2 separate regions of the Drosophila melanogaster genome follow, and region 1 is linked to region 2. The links are chromatin contacts, called in public Hi-C maps. All regions are on one chromosome and are shown on one strand. The core of a region is the stretch at or near the end of the contact, and the rest is flanking DNA. Distances in the headings are between cores, read along the strand shown. Region 1 overlaps CG5151. Region 2 overlaps RhoGAP71E (Rho GTPase activating protein at 71E).

Region 1 (6,753 bases), core at 2,994-5,493, 560 kb after region 2:
CTTTCTGTTGATTTTGTCTCTCTGTTTATTTGCCGATTGGTTTTTTTTTCCCCCATTTGGACTTGACGTTGGCTTCGGTTTGGTTCCACTTTCCCCGCTACCACATCGTCCACATCGATAGCCAAGAAATTGATGTTGATGTCGACTTTTGTTCTGTTTGCCTGCGCCACTGCAGACGACGATGGTCACCACCACGCTGATGATGATGATGACGGTGGCTCCCTCCCTGGTTGGCAAATATTGACAGAGGCTTCGAAATATTACGCAGAAAAAAGGGAAGTGAGATTCACATGTTTAAATGGCTATTCTAGTTTTTTTTTCTGTCTTATGCACCATAGACGCCTCCATTTTTCGCCCGGTTTTGCTTGCGGCCAATGACTCATTGACCTGGTTTAGGTTCCCTATGTCTAGGATTTGCAGTTCTCCAGCGCTGCTTACCCCATATAACTGGGTCAGTGGGCGTGTCGAAAAGGGGGGGGGCGTTGGATGGCACTCAGACCGAAAAATCTAGTTCATGTATGGAACAGCGACGAAGTGGGGTTTGCCACTTTATTTTTCTCACTGCATTTTCGTGGGCCCTTTTTTCGCGAACAATATAAAATGTATTCTCAAGTAGCAAATTTTCCACCAGCCCGGATAAAGTGTGTCAACCGTTGGTGGTGTACAGCACTGTCTGCGCTCCAGTTTCTTCGGCTCGGATGATTTTCCAGCTGAGAATGATATATGGCAGTTAGCTGGGCGTATACGTAATCCCATCGATTACTCATACGCCACGGGTCACAGAGCCGTGGAATTGCGTTGTTGCGTTACAGCAATTGTCTGCAGATAAGCAAAACCATTTCAATTAATATCTTCTTCATATTTATATAGCTATTATCGCAAGTTTAAAACTCTCTCTCTCTCTCTTGCTGTTTTTAGTATACCAATCAATCAATCAGTCGACCGTCATCATTCTGTCATCGTGATGGTCACTGCTATTTATTCGCCACTTTTATTTATGATACCCTTTTTTTTTCTTCGATTTTTGCCATATTTAGCTTTTATCTATCGCCTATCACAGAGTTGAGGCGTGCAAATTGATATCAGCGCGTGTGGCTAATTTATAATTTTCAACCGTCGTACGTTTTATATAAAAGTGTTGGCTTAGTTTCCGATTCTGGCCAAACAAAATGATTAGTGAAAGCCTATTAATGGTTTTTAAATAATATTAATTGATTGATTAGTCGCCATTTTGTGTATACAACGAATATACCAGGCATCATCAATGGATGCATTTGTATGCCCGATCAGTTGACCACGAAACAATATAGCTTATTAATCGCTGTTGGTAATCACCAGTTCTCGTCTGGAATGCTTTTAAGGTTCGTCATGAATCAACGGCAGACGGGGGTAAGATTAATTATACGTTTGCCGAAAATTCCCAACAATTACGTAGTCTGGCTACTGCATTAGCAAGTGTTTTCCGTTCTAGGAAATATATACACCAACATAAATAAATTGTATCAAGACAGGAGTGCATTAACAATTTATCCATTGAATTAGCTAACTTTTACAACTGCGTTTGTAAATATACCCGTGGCAATCGATTTTTTTCTTACAAGTAAATAAACAACTGAGACAGCAGTAGTCTGAGTAGAAAGGGATGGTGATGGGCGAGGTGAAATGAAAGAGACAGGACGATTGGCGCGACAAGCGTCGGCGTTTCCGCTTTGAAGTCACTCTCTCGCCATTGTAATCCAAGTCGTTTTGCCCAAACTCGGCAGCACTTGAAAGATGAAAGCCGAGAATGTTGTTTGCCACACAGCTAGAAATATAATCCACTCTAACTACCATTAACGAGTTGTCCGCCCATTAAAGTGAGTTATTTTAATTAAGGTATTATTTGTGCTTTATATTCTAAGATGATTAAAATGAGTCAAATGATTTCCCATCTATTTGTGATCCTAAACTTTTTTCACTGTATCTTTCAGATATTTTGTCGTTCGAAAGATCGCAGCAATCAAGCCGGCGTCTTGGAATTTCGATCTATCTATGCTAATTGCATTTCATTGAAATTAATGTTGCCGCGTGCAACTTCGAGCAGGGTCAACTCATTTATAAGCGAAGGAAGGAAAGGAGAGGGGCGGGTAGTTAATCTGTCCAAATGTTGCAAGACCATAAATTTCTCGGTAAGCCAGAAAGTCAAAAAAAAAAAAGGGACAACAACAAAAGTTAAAATGCCAGACGCCGCCGACACAAACAAACACATTTCAACATATAAATATGTATGCAATGTATTTTGTTGGTCTTGTTGTCGCTCTGCTTTTTTAATTGTATTTCCCTAGTCTCATTGCACAGGCGAAAGGAACAAACAACAAAGGCATTTGACAATGTTTTCAAATTTATTTTTAAATGAATTTTTAGCAACGCTTTTGTTTTATTTGTTGTACCTAGCATGACGCGACAATTTGTCTGTCTATTTTTAACAATATCACCGCCGTCTGTCTATCTGGCCGCCTTACTCTTTGGCGCGGTCGGAAAATTGTGTCCGACATTTCGGCTGAACAAAATAACATTTTTTTTTTTTTTTTTTGATATATACATATATATATATATATGTATGCAGTGCACACCCCCCTCTTTCAGCCACCACAGAGATCATTCATCTGCACGAAGGCGCAAACAAAAAGGAAAAATGTTTTTCGAGGCCTACATGAGACAGCCAGACATAAAAATACATTTTTGCGGAATTTTATTTTGATTTTTTATGAGCAGGAAAAACAAAAAAAAAAAAAAAAAACACAGGAGAAAGAGTAAATAAAAAGAGAGACCGCCGCCGCGTTTTTGTTGTCAAAATTTGAATTTCAAATTTGAACATTTCGGCTGTTAGTTTTGCCTTTGGGCCCACAGCACGTGGAATTGTTCGGTGTGGCAGCGGTCTCGTTCCCCCGATCACCCTTTCCCACCGATTTGCCAACTTTTCCACCTCCACCTTCACCTCCCCCTGCCGCCTGTCTACGGGCATTATCAGCAGACATATAGTTTGGTTCCATTTGTAATCGCTCATTGATTCAGAATTCCGAACTCACAATGCCGAGTTTCCACAGCACGTGTGCGTTTCCATTGCGATTCCATATCGATTCGCAATGGAATCAGACATTAAAACTGACACACAGTATATAATATGTTGTACAAATGTATGTATATATATATGGCCGGTAGGTATTAACTGAACTATGACGCCATGGGGCGATTGTAAATGTGTTTTTAGCGCTTTGTGTCGGCGCTTTGAAGGGATTTCCTTTCCCAGAAAATTATGATGGGTCTTAATTGCTGTCTGGCTGAAAAACTAAAACTCATGTGCCACCAGACAGAAATAATCTTACGTAATATCAGGCGGAAGATAAATATTTGACCTACATTTTCGAAGGGGTGCAGCTAGGTGATAAAGGGGGTTGCGGAGCGGGGTTAAAGCAGGGTGTGTGTGTGTGTGTGTGTGTGCGAGGGACCGAAAACATTCAAGCAGGAAGTTTCAGCAGGACACAGACACACGCGAAACGCAAATAAATCATTGATGAAGCCAACACACACGCACACAGGCACACACACACACATCTGCACTTGGGGAGCTTCAAGTGATGGGTTCGTGCCACACGAAAATGTAGGCCACAGGCAGCCAGTGGCCCTAAGCTCAACTCGAGGGGGGCGTGGCCGCTGGGCGGTTGCCAAGCCGAAAATAAATGTGCACGCAGAGAAAAAATGCAGTGCCCAAGAAATAACCATTATATAAGATGCCTGTCATTAATCTTTTTTCTATATTTCTTTTACCTTTTTGAAAAATGATTATAAATGGTGTAGTAAAAAAGGTTTACTTTTAAGGTGAAGTTAACTTGCAGATGAATGAATTGCTTAAATGTTACATAAACTACTTCCCCTTTAAAATACTGGCATTGAAATAGTAGTGTACCATTGAATTGATTACCCAATGGCATTACCCTTTTTTTTTCTCTCACTGTATGAGAAACCCAAGAATGTTGCCTAAGTCATGGGAGTCTGCTGATTGTCGAGACAAATTTCCAAGAAGCGAAAGAGTTTCTGTCGCTTTTTTTTCCTTTTCTTTACTTTTCTTCAGCTATCGCGCTATTGTGTGGTTTATTTAGTTGGGAATGGGGTAGCGATATATATACGTATGTATGGGTATGTAGGGGGAGCATTAGTCAAGTGTCTGGTGCCTTTGCTGCACACAGTAGATCTGCTCCAATGGCTCCACACAGCGATAGCCAGCTTCCGTTTCATTTCTAGGCCTCGACTCGCCTCTTTATGGCCTTATCAGGTGGTGGCCCCCCCTCCCCTCTCCCCGTCCCCAGCTCCTACCCCTTTGCGACCGGCATCCGCTGCTGTCTGGCTGTCTGGCTGTCTGAATGCTCAACATCTACTCTATATGTACATATATGACACACTATACCATACCCTCTACTGACCACACACAAGCGGAGCACGAAGCGAGTGGCATGACGTGGCACAAGTCAGGGTCGCTCCAAGTAATCGGATACTCCTCGGGCCCAGACATGCTCCACTCGCAGATTCAGCTGAGTTTTCTAGAAGGATACTATGGGGTTGGGTTAGTCCCTTAGCTCCATGGTTGATATTAAATATTACTTGGTTTGTTCTCACTATGAAGAAAATGGCTTTCATTTGCTACCAAATTCGTGGTATAGAACATTATGAAAATCGAGTATTAAAAGATAATTTATAGATTTAGAATGCTTATTCCATTATTATAGACAACTTGAATTTCATCACAATTTTATGTATTACTTTTAGGATAGTTTTGGGAATTTCCACTTATCAATATGCTAATTTTTTAATAAAAGAGATTGTGATCATTCAATTTATAATCAGTGAAATGAAATTTCTTGATTATTAGGACCTATCTGAACAGAACAGTATTTTTTGCCAATCTAGCTTGGCTTCTACTTTCCATAATTGCTAGTCATTGTTACGTCCACAAGGACAGATAGTACATATACTATTTTATATTATAAATTGTAAATTTTCCATCTTTCGTAGAAATTTTGTGCTTAAATGCAGGTTTTTAGCCCATTATCTGTGTGCAGTTTAGTTTAATTTCACTTTTAAATCACCCCTTTTCATTCTCCCTGTACGTATGTACAAATGTACTATACTATATTTAAATATTTGTTGACTAATCTGGGCTGTCTTCTCATTTCTACATATGCGAAGCCCTGCGAATCTCCTAATCTGTGACTTTTCAGCTGGACTCTTGGGACGTCTTCAAACAATCAGGCAAAGACCGCATGTCAATCGATTAGCGATTTCGCCGCTTGTCTGTCCAGTTTGGAAATAGTGTGTGTTTGTTGTTCCTTTGCAAATCACAAATCTCGATTTGTTGTATACGTATTTTTTGAATGAACAAAGCTGATAAGCTGGTGGGAATGAATGTGTAGACTTTAGACAAAAGAAAGCCCCCAAATTCCAGATATTCGGTGAACCTTCATGTCTTGTGTGTGTATGAGTGTGTGTCTGGTGTTTTTTTTTTATATAGAAACTAACAGAAATTAGCATTTATTAGCTGCCAGCGTTGTTGTAGTGAAAATGTATGCAGGCGCAAAAGTATCGCGGCGTCTGGCGGATATCACAAAAAGTTGAGTTTCAGATAAGAAAGGAGACGAAACGCAGATCGAAATATACAAATATACAAACGAAAACAATGGAAAAGACGACAAAAGTGCGAAAAGGAGGCGGAGAAACGAATCCGAAAAGTAGTAACAACAATCGCAGAAACAGTAAAATCGAAGCGAAATAAAACAGCAAATTTCAGACTTCGACCCAGACAACTGGCCGATTCCGATTGGAATGAACTGATGACTATATATGAGTCTTCCAGTCGGCAGTCGGCGTGTGTGTGTGAGTAAACTTGATTACGAACTCCAATGATTCGCTCAATTTAAAGGGTATAAATGCGGGAACTATGAGTCGGGTATGCCTAACTGGTTAGTTAGTTAGTTAATTTGATTTAAGATACATTCTTAAATGAGACATAAAATGTAATGTTCCTATCCGCACTTTATTATATGATTTTTCTTCGATTTCTTTCCAAGAAAATATAGAATTCTTTGAATACATGCTAAAAGAATCACTTTTAAATTGTTGTTTAATGTTTTGTAAAAGATAACGAAAACCTTGTAGTTCGGAATTTTTTTTTCGCTGAGCTGCGAACTCTGAAAATGTTTCTAATTTAAAGCTCTCAATAAAACGTACAATGTTTTCTCTCGCGACAATTAGTGTTTTTATTTTTATTTATTATCAACTCAAGGGAGTGAGAGATTGGTAGCCATAACCATAACCACAACCACTCGACTATTTCACCAATTTTTTGGGGGTCAATCAATGAGCAGTCGGCATTGCCGTCGCAACAGGTGATTATCTGGCTGGTCATCTCGCTGGCGATTTCCTTATCGAAATGACTGCGGTCCCTCAATCAGTCGCCGCCCGCCTGCACCGGGGCTATCCCACCCGATCCCACCCACCTCGCCAGTCGGAATGCTCCACTGCAGCACTATTAATGACCTTGGGGAATGTTGTCGCCCGTCGTTCGTCAGTTGCTGTCCGTTCTCTAATCTCAATACTCGCTTGCTGTGTGTGTGTTGGTGGTGCACTCGCAGAAATTAGAATATATTTCAAAAGCTAAGGTGGACTTATTAGATACACTTACATGTATCTTTATAGTAGTATCTGTGTGTAAATACAACA
Region 2 (6,712 bases), core at 3,457-5,956:
ATTTCGACATTTTATTAGTGCTTCTGTGGAAACCATTACACTGGCCATAAATTCTAAGCGGGCATTTTAATATATTTTCACCAAACATAAGCGTTCGACAATACCATAAATTAATGGTAGACAAGTAAATGCCAGTGATTTCCTTATTCAGAATGTTATTACCAATTACTTGGTAAACATTAGTATTCAGATCGTGTGGCGGATTACAAGAATTTATTATTATTAACATGTTACTTTCTTGCGAAGGGTATTTACAATCTAAGAAGTTTGTACGCAGTTGCACATTTTTTATTTGATTCAAAGCGCTAGGATTTCCATAAATCTGTTGCTGGAGATTTTATTGGTATTCATTTCTTGAGCTATATGCATTTCAACTACCATTTTTGTGGCCTCTGCTGTGCGGCGCGCACACACAAACGTTTGCTTGTTGTTGTAGTGTAACTAGCTTGCGGTAAACTTGCTGAACCGGATCTTTAGATGTACACATATAGATATAGATGTAGATTCGGTTGTTGCAGCCCCAAGAATCTTCAGGGGGAGTTAATTCACTGGAAAGCCAGCCTCGGCTCTTGTTGTTTTCTCTGCCTCGGCCCTTGTTGTTGTTATTGTTAAATCGGCGTTGTTCTTGTTGTTGTTCCACGGCACTTGTTGACACATTTGTGTGGATTTTCACCAATTTTCACTTGAGCGTTAAGCGTTCGCTTAACCCTTAGATGTGCCAGGCAATTTACATAATTTGTGCGGCAGCAGAAAAAACAAGCAGTGGATGTGTTTGGTTTTATAGTAAACAGTATTACTTGCAAATATTGAACCAGCATATGGTGTTTAAATATCCGACTGCCCCTCAAGATAAATTGAACGTTAATATAATCAATTCAAACTGTTTTTTTTTTTTTTTGGTACTTATGAATATTTGTTTAAGGTCTGATTCAGTATTTTGTTGTATTACAAACTTATAAACTTAAAAGCGAAAAGATTTCCTTTTGTCTGACATATTTTTTTAAGTTCCGATTTAGTGTGTAAAGTATAAAGAATTCTTTAAATTCCCACAAAGCATTCATTGATCTGCAGATAACCAAGCAAAGTAAAACTTATAGAATACCGATCGTATATATGTGCATATGTAATTAATTCTGATTTTCGCTGATTCACTGTGCAGCCTTGTATGGACTTTAAGAAACTTGAAAATGGAAATGTAAACAGAAGCCGCTGAAAGGGCTATGCTTGGATTTCTTGACTCGCTTTTGGCTTTTGGCTAACTCTCTGCTGTTGTTTGCCCATTTGGTTGCTTGTTGTTTTTCCTTTTGTTGCAATCGATTTCTAAGCATCTGAATTAGAGCATAAAGCGTGGGCCAACACATCACAAAGCAACCAGCCCACGAACGCAGGCTCAATTAAAATGTAGACGAAATACTTGGCCGCTGCAATTTGCGAGGTGTGCGTGTGTGTGTGCGTTATTGGCCCGTTCTTCTTCAACTCGGCTTACATGCAATACATACATACGTATTCGCAAAGTGAGTGGCCTGTAATTAAGAAATCGAACGAACATTTATAGCCGATCGATTGCAATTGACGTGCCGAAATGATTTGTCTGTTTGGGCTTCCTCTGGCGTTTGCCTAATTTGCCAAACACTCAGTATCTGATTGAGATGGATATGGGATATGGGGGATACGGTGGATGGTGGATGGTGGCTGTTGGATGTGAGATGCTTCTGCGTCAGCAGATCCATTGGTTACATTAAATGCCGAACACTAAACACTGAACACTGAATACTGAAACACCGATCGCTAAACGCCAAATGTGCGTGTAAACAAATAACGTCAGCAATAAAACATAAATTTAAAACTTCTACATGCGTAGAAATCGACCGCCAAATTATTTCCATTTCGCGGGAAGCGCTTTTCGGGTGGGAAAAGCGAAAGGATTGGAAAACGTAAATTTTCAGTTTGGCAACCTGTGTCTTTCTCTACAGCAGGGGTTGAGATACTAGGAGCGGGCTTAATCAAATAAAAATTAATAGTCGACCGATGGTTTGATGTATTAGTTATAGTTATATATATATATTATTTTTTAATTTATTACATTTAAAATTAGAAAACGTTCTAACTAACAATCTTTATATCAAATTTTACTAATCGGAAAAAAACGGAAAATAATTAATGAAAAAAGTTCACTTTACTAAAAAAGTTAGCATTGGACCCAAGATTGTTGCTTTTTTTTCATTATCCTATTTTCTTGACCACCGCTGTGCGTGTGTGTAAACTTTTCAAACCTGTACAATTATATACACATTTATTGTAATTGTTGTTGCTGCTGCTGCTTTGGCTACTTTTGTTTATTTACTTTTTGGGGGAAGGCGCAACAGCAAAAGCAACAACAACACGAGTAGCAACAGCAATTACAACAACGGCCAGAGCTACAACAAAAACATTGGGCAATCACAATCGAATCAAATCAAACAAAATGCGCGAAAATAGCGCCTCTGCCGAAAGAAACAGCAACAGCAACACCTTTAAAAATAGACACGCGTTGGAAACTTTGTATCAATTAAAACTAAACGCAAAAATAGGAAGAGAGTGCAAAGGAGACGCGAAGAGAGAGGCAAATAGTGTTTAATTCCATCAGTTGGCACATCGTTTTTGTTTGTGTACTTTCCAGCTGCTGGCCTTTTGGCCGTTGTTGTTGCCGCTGCTGGTGCTGTTGTTATTGCAGCGGATCGACGTCATTGTTGCACGTTTTTGCAATAGTCCGAAAATATCCACAATCGTACCTACATATGAACAAGCGTACGTTTGTGCAAATGAATTGTGTATTGTTTTTCTTGCCGTTTTGTTTTGTGTAAATTACAAACACGGCGGATGAACGAAAAGAAAAAACCAAGAAAGCAGCTGCTGCTGGAAGAGAGTGGGACTAGTGCTTTCTCTGTCTCGCTCCCACGCATCTCCCGAGTTGACTCTCTCTCTCTGCCGTTAGTCCTGTTATTCGCAACTTGTTGCCTGGCTGAAAAAGAGCTTTCGCGAGCTTTTTCCAACGCCTGTTGCTCTTTCGTTTAACTTCTATCTGTACAGTTCTCAAACTACTCGATTTTTAAGCTCTGGAATCAGATACAATTTGACCTATATAAAGTAACGTGTATTTAATCGCTAATTTAAGGACATATTACTATTGTAAAATTTTACAGTTAAGAAAAATATCAAAGGATTTCTTAAAAACCCTTGACTGCCTGTAAGAAACCACCTCGTTTGAATTAAGAAATCTTTGGGATGGCTTTTTATTTTCCAATACTAAAACGAAATAAACACTATTTGCTAACGATTTTAGCAAATTTATAGGATATATTACAGAAACCATACCAGTGTTTAAGCAAAGAATGCCGAACATGATCTTACAGTACAGGGTTAAAAAACAGATTGTACTCTTTTTACTATACCTTTAACCTTGCAAGGATTCTTCTTTTTAGAAATTCAGAATTTGTTCCTAAATCACATTTTCCGTCCGATTTGCTTCCTTTCCCTTTGTTTCAATCTTTATCTTAGTTATCCTTCTGATTCTCCTCAGTCTTAGTCTTTGGCCATACACAGTTAATAGGCTATTTGCACAATTGCCTGGTGGACAATTGCTGATGGCCCAGGGAAAACTGTCTGCTGCGAATACTGATAAGTGCAGAAAAGAGCGAGGAGCCGAGGAATAAATGAAAATTTATACCCGCTTTTGTTGGACTAGACAAACAAATGGCAAAAACTGCAGTGCAAAAACGACAAAGCCGCATTGTCCCAAATGGCATTACCAACAATAACAACAACAAACCCCACAACCAACAGCAGAAACAACAACGTTCTTGTCTATAAGTCGATAAGCCGTCATCGTCATCCGACGTCTGGAAGGGCCCCTCCCCTTCCACTCCTCCCTTCCATCGCCCACTTCCAGACGGCCGAGGTTTCGCTTCCTGATTATTATTATATATGGTTATTCACAAGCGCTGCATTGTTTCCTCCTCCTCTTTTTATATCGGTTTTTCGGTCGGGGTTGCTTGAAACAAAAGTTCTACGGATGCAAAACTAATTCTTTACAATTTGGTTTTCTGTAAAAATCCTAACAATTTGTATTTACCACAAGAAATTTAACTTTTTACCTGATGTATTAAGGCAGCTGAGATAGTTCAGAATTTGAATCCTTTGTATGCTATGGATGCTATGGATATTTTTATAAATATTGTTTATATCTTACTTTGACTCATTAAAACCTAAACAATGCCAGTTTATTGAAACCACATCTTTATAATTTAGTATAATTTAATTTCGTATATCTACTATTTGTTGTAGAATTCGAAGTAGAACAGCAAATACCTCAATGGGCTTGCTAATTCTGTCTTTGTTTTATCGACTGCCACCTCAGTAGTATCCATTCGACTTTGACTTTGCATAAATAAAAACTCGAAACTGCCGCCGACGTGTATAAACAACAATGGCAAACAAAACCAATAAATGTTAAATGAAACGGGCGCAAAAAAATGTACTTATAAACAGGCGAAAAGCGTGGAAATTTACGTCAGTGGACCGAACCGTTCGGTCGGTATTTCTTTTCTTCAAGGGTTCTCTTGGGTTCGCACTTTTCCCTCAGTGAATCGCCCTGAACGTTGAACGTTGAACAACCAGCCGAACATTGCAGACGCAGCCACTAAAAACATATGGCGGATATGCCCTGGCCAGCAGGGAATTGGTTTCATTTGAGGTCAGGGCTATGCTCTTACCCTAAAATACTTTGCTGCCCAGTTTATAAAGAAGATTCGCTGTGTTTGTAATGCTTATCTTTGTTTTCAACAATTCTATTGACAGTACTTGTAGAGAAAAAATGGGTTTATTGGTTTCAAGAAGCAGTAGGTAGGTAGTGCTTATGCTTAGCCGAAGAGCAGAATGTTCTATAGAACACAGAGTTATAAAACATCCAGATTTCTTACCTGTAGACAACATTTGTTGTTTCCACTTCTAAGCATATACCAACTTTCATAACGATCTATGAAATATAAAGTTCTTGTTTTCATAAGAGTATTACCGATCATAATGAGGTACAGTGAACTTTTAATAAAACATTGTTCTGGTGAAATTCTTACATCAGAGAAGTAAATTTATTATCTGATGTTCATGATTGATCACCGAGATAGAAACAAACAATGGGATGTCGAGTGTAATCAGGGCATTGTCGCTAGCTTGGTTGGTGGGTCATAGCCGTCATCCGTCGCATATCGTGATGTTTGCACTTAGTATATGTATGTTATAAACTGCTTTTTATCATCGTGCACTTGGTGTGGTTGATGTTGGAATATTGCCTTTCCTTGGTTCGTTATTATGACGTATTGTCTTTTGTATTCTGCCGACCAACAGCCATAAAAAACTTGCTGCCGATGCGGTTATGTTTTCGCATCTGTTGAGCGATCATAAAGCCACTTCATTCAACTGAATGTGTACTGAAGACATTTAAAAAAACATTCGAAGTCTATTTCGTTAATTGAGAAGACATTTTAGAATAGGGGAAGTCATACTTCCAAATGCAAATGCTAAACATGACACGCTGTTAACTGATAAATTATATTAATGATCAGTTAAGATCTCAGTATAAATCTATTTTTTCCGTGTACTTGACTCTCCAGTTGCGAATCTTGGGCGTGGAAGTGAACAAAAGATGCAGATTGAGCTTGTCGCAATGAATATTGATGCTGATGCAAAAAGACAGAAAAAAACACAGAAAAAACAGAGAAGGGAGCTTCAAGATATGAGCGATACACGGACAGCATAATTATAAAACCGACCGATCCGGACTGCTTAGTAGGCAAAAAATGTGGCCGATGCGATAAGCGATCCAGAAGATACACACACACACATACTCTATACTTGTAGTTCCTTCAGATACTGGATGCTCTTTGTTCACTCGACTGATGCGTAATGCCCTTAACAGACTAACATAAACTTATTCGTTTATGACCTAATGTAAATGAATCATTAGCGAAGGCGACCACATCAATTGATCCACATATTGTTATTTTTATAGGCCTCTTCAGACGATTACACATTGCAGATAAAAACTGGCCAACATTCATGTGTGGAAATGGGATTTCATTTGGCAGCGCGGAAACCGAGATGTTTTTATATCTTATAGTATCTTAGTTTATGCTGGAAATAAATGTATAATAGCTTTAACTTCCGTTTTAAATTCAATTCAACTGGAAGAAGTTTGTGTTTACACTTTGTCAATTTAAAATTATTGACAGCCCTAATTAGCGACTGTTTACGTCTTGCTTTCTATTTGCAATTAAGGATTTCATACAAGATTTATTTTGCTAGCTGAAAATTAATTTATAACTTATTTTTTGACCTTTCTTCTGCTTGACATACGAATAGTATTGTTATATTTGTCTCATATATATTTTATATATTTATCTGTGCCCTGCTTTCTCGTAAATCAAATTTTCGTACTTCCCCATAAATTCCTCAGAAAAGACTTTGAATAAGTCCGCATTTGCAAGCTATCATTCAGTTGAATTCCATAAAGTATATTATGCACTTGTTCATTAATGTAAACCATTGAAGTACATATGTACATAAGGAAACTCAATTATCTTGTGTGTGATATTTCACTTATCACATACGCAGACCTCGACAATCGGCACAATTCACTCACTCACTTGACTTACTCACTGGGAGCGACTGAAACCGC

Evidence for each region. Hi-C and Micro-C count contacts between places; a contact is called where the count stands out from the background.
Region 1: a contact with region 2 is called in a Hi-C map of the Kc167 cell line, with 3 times the contacts expected there. A contact is called at or near these places in 1 of 107 Hi-C or Micro-C datasets (the Kc167 cell line) and 1 of 7 datasets of targeted methods (the Kc167 cell line).

What each region holds. Positions count from the first base shown.
Region 1 is chr3L:16,154,133-16,160,885 of dm6, forward strand. The region is part of intron 1 of CG5151; the gene reads right to left. Among named protein-coding and RNA genes, the nearest start is that of CG5151, 7.2 kb to the right of the region's middle.
Region 2 is chr3L:15,590,620-15,597,331 of dm6, forward strand. All of the region lies in intron 1 of RhoGAP71E (Rho GTPase activating protein at 71E), which reads left to right. Among named protein-coding and RNA genes, the nearest start is that of RhoGAP71E, 5.1 kb to the left of the region's middle.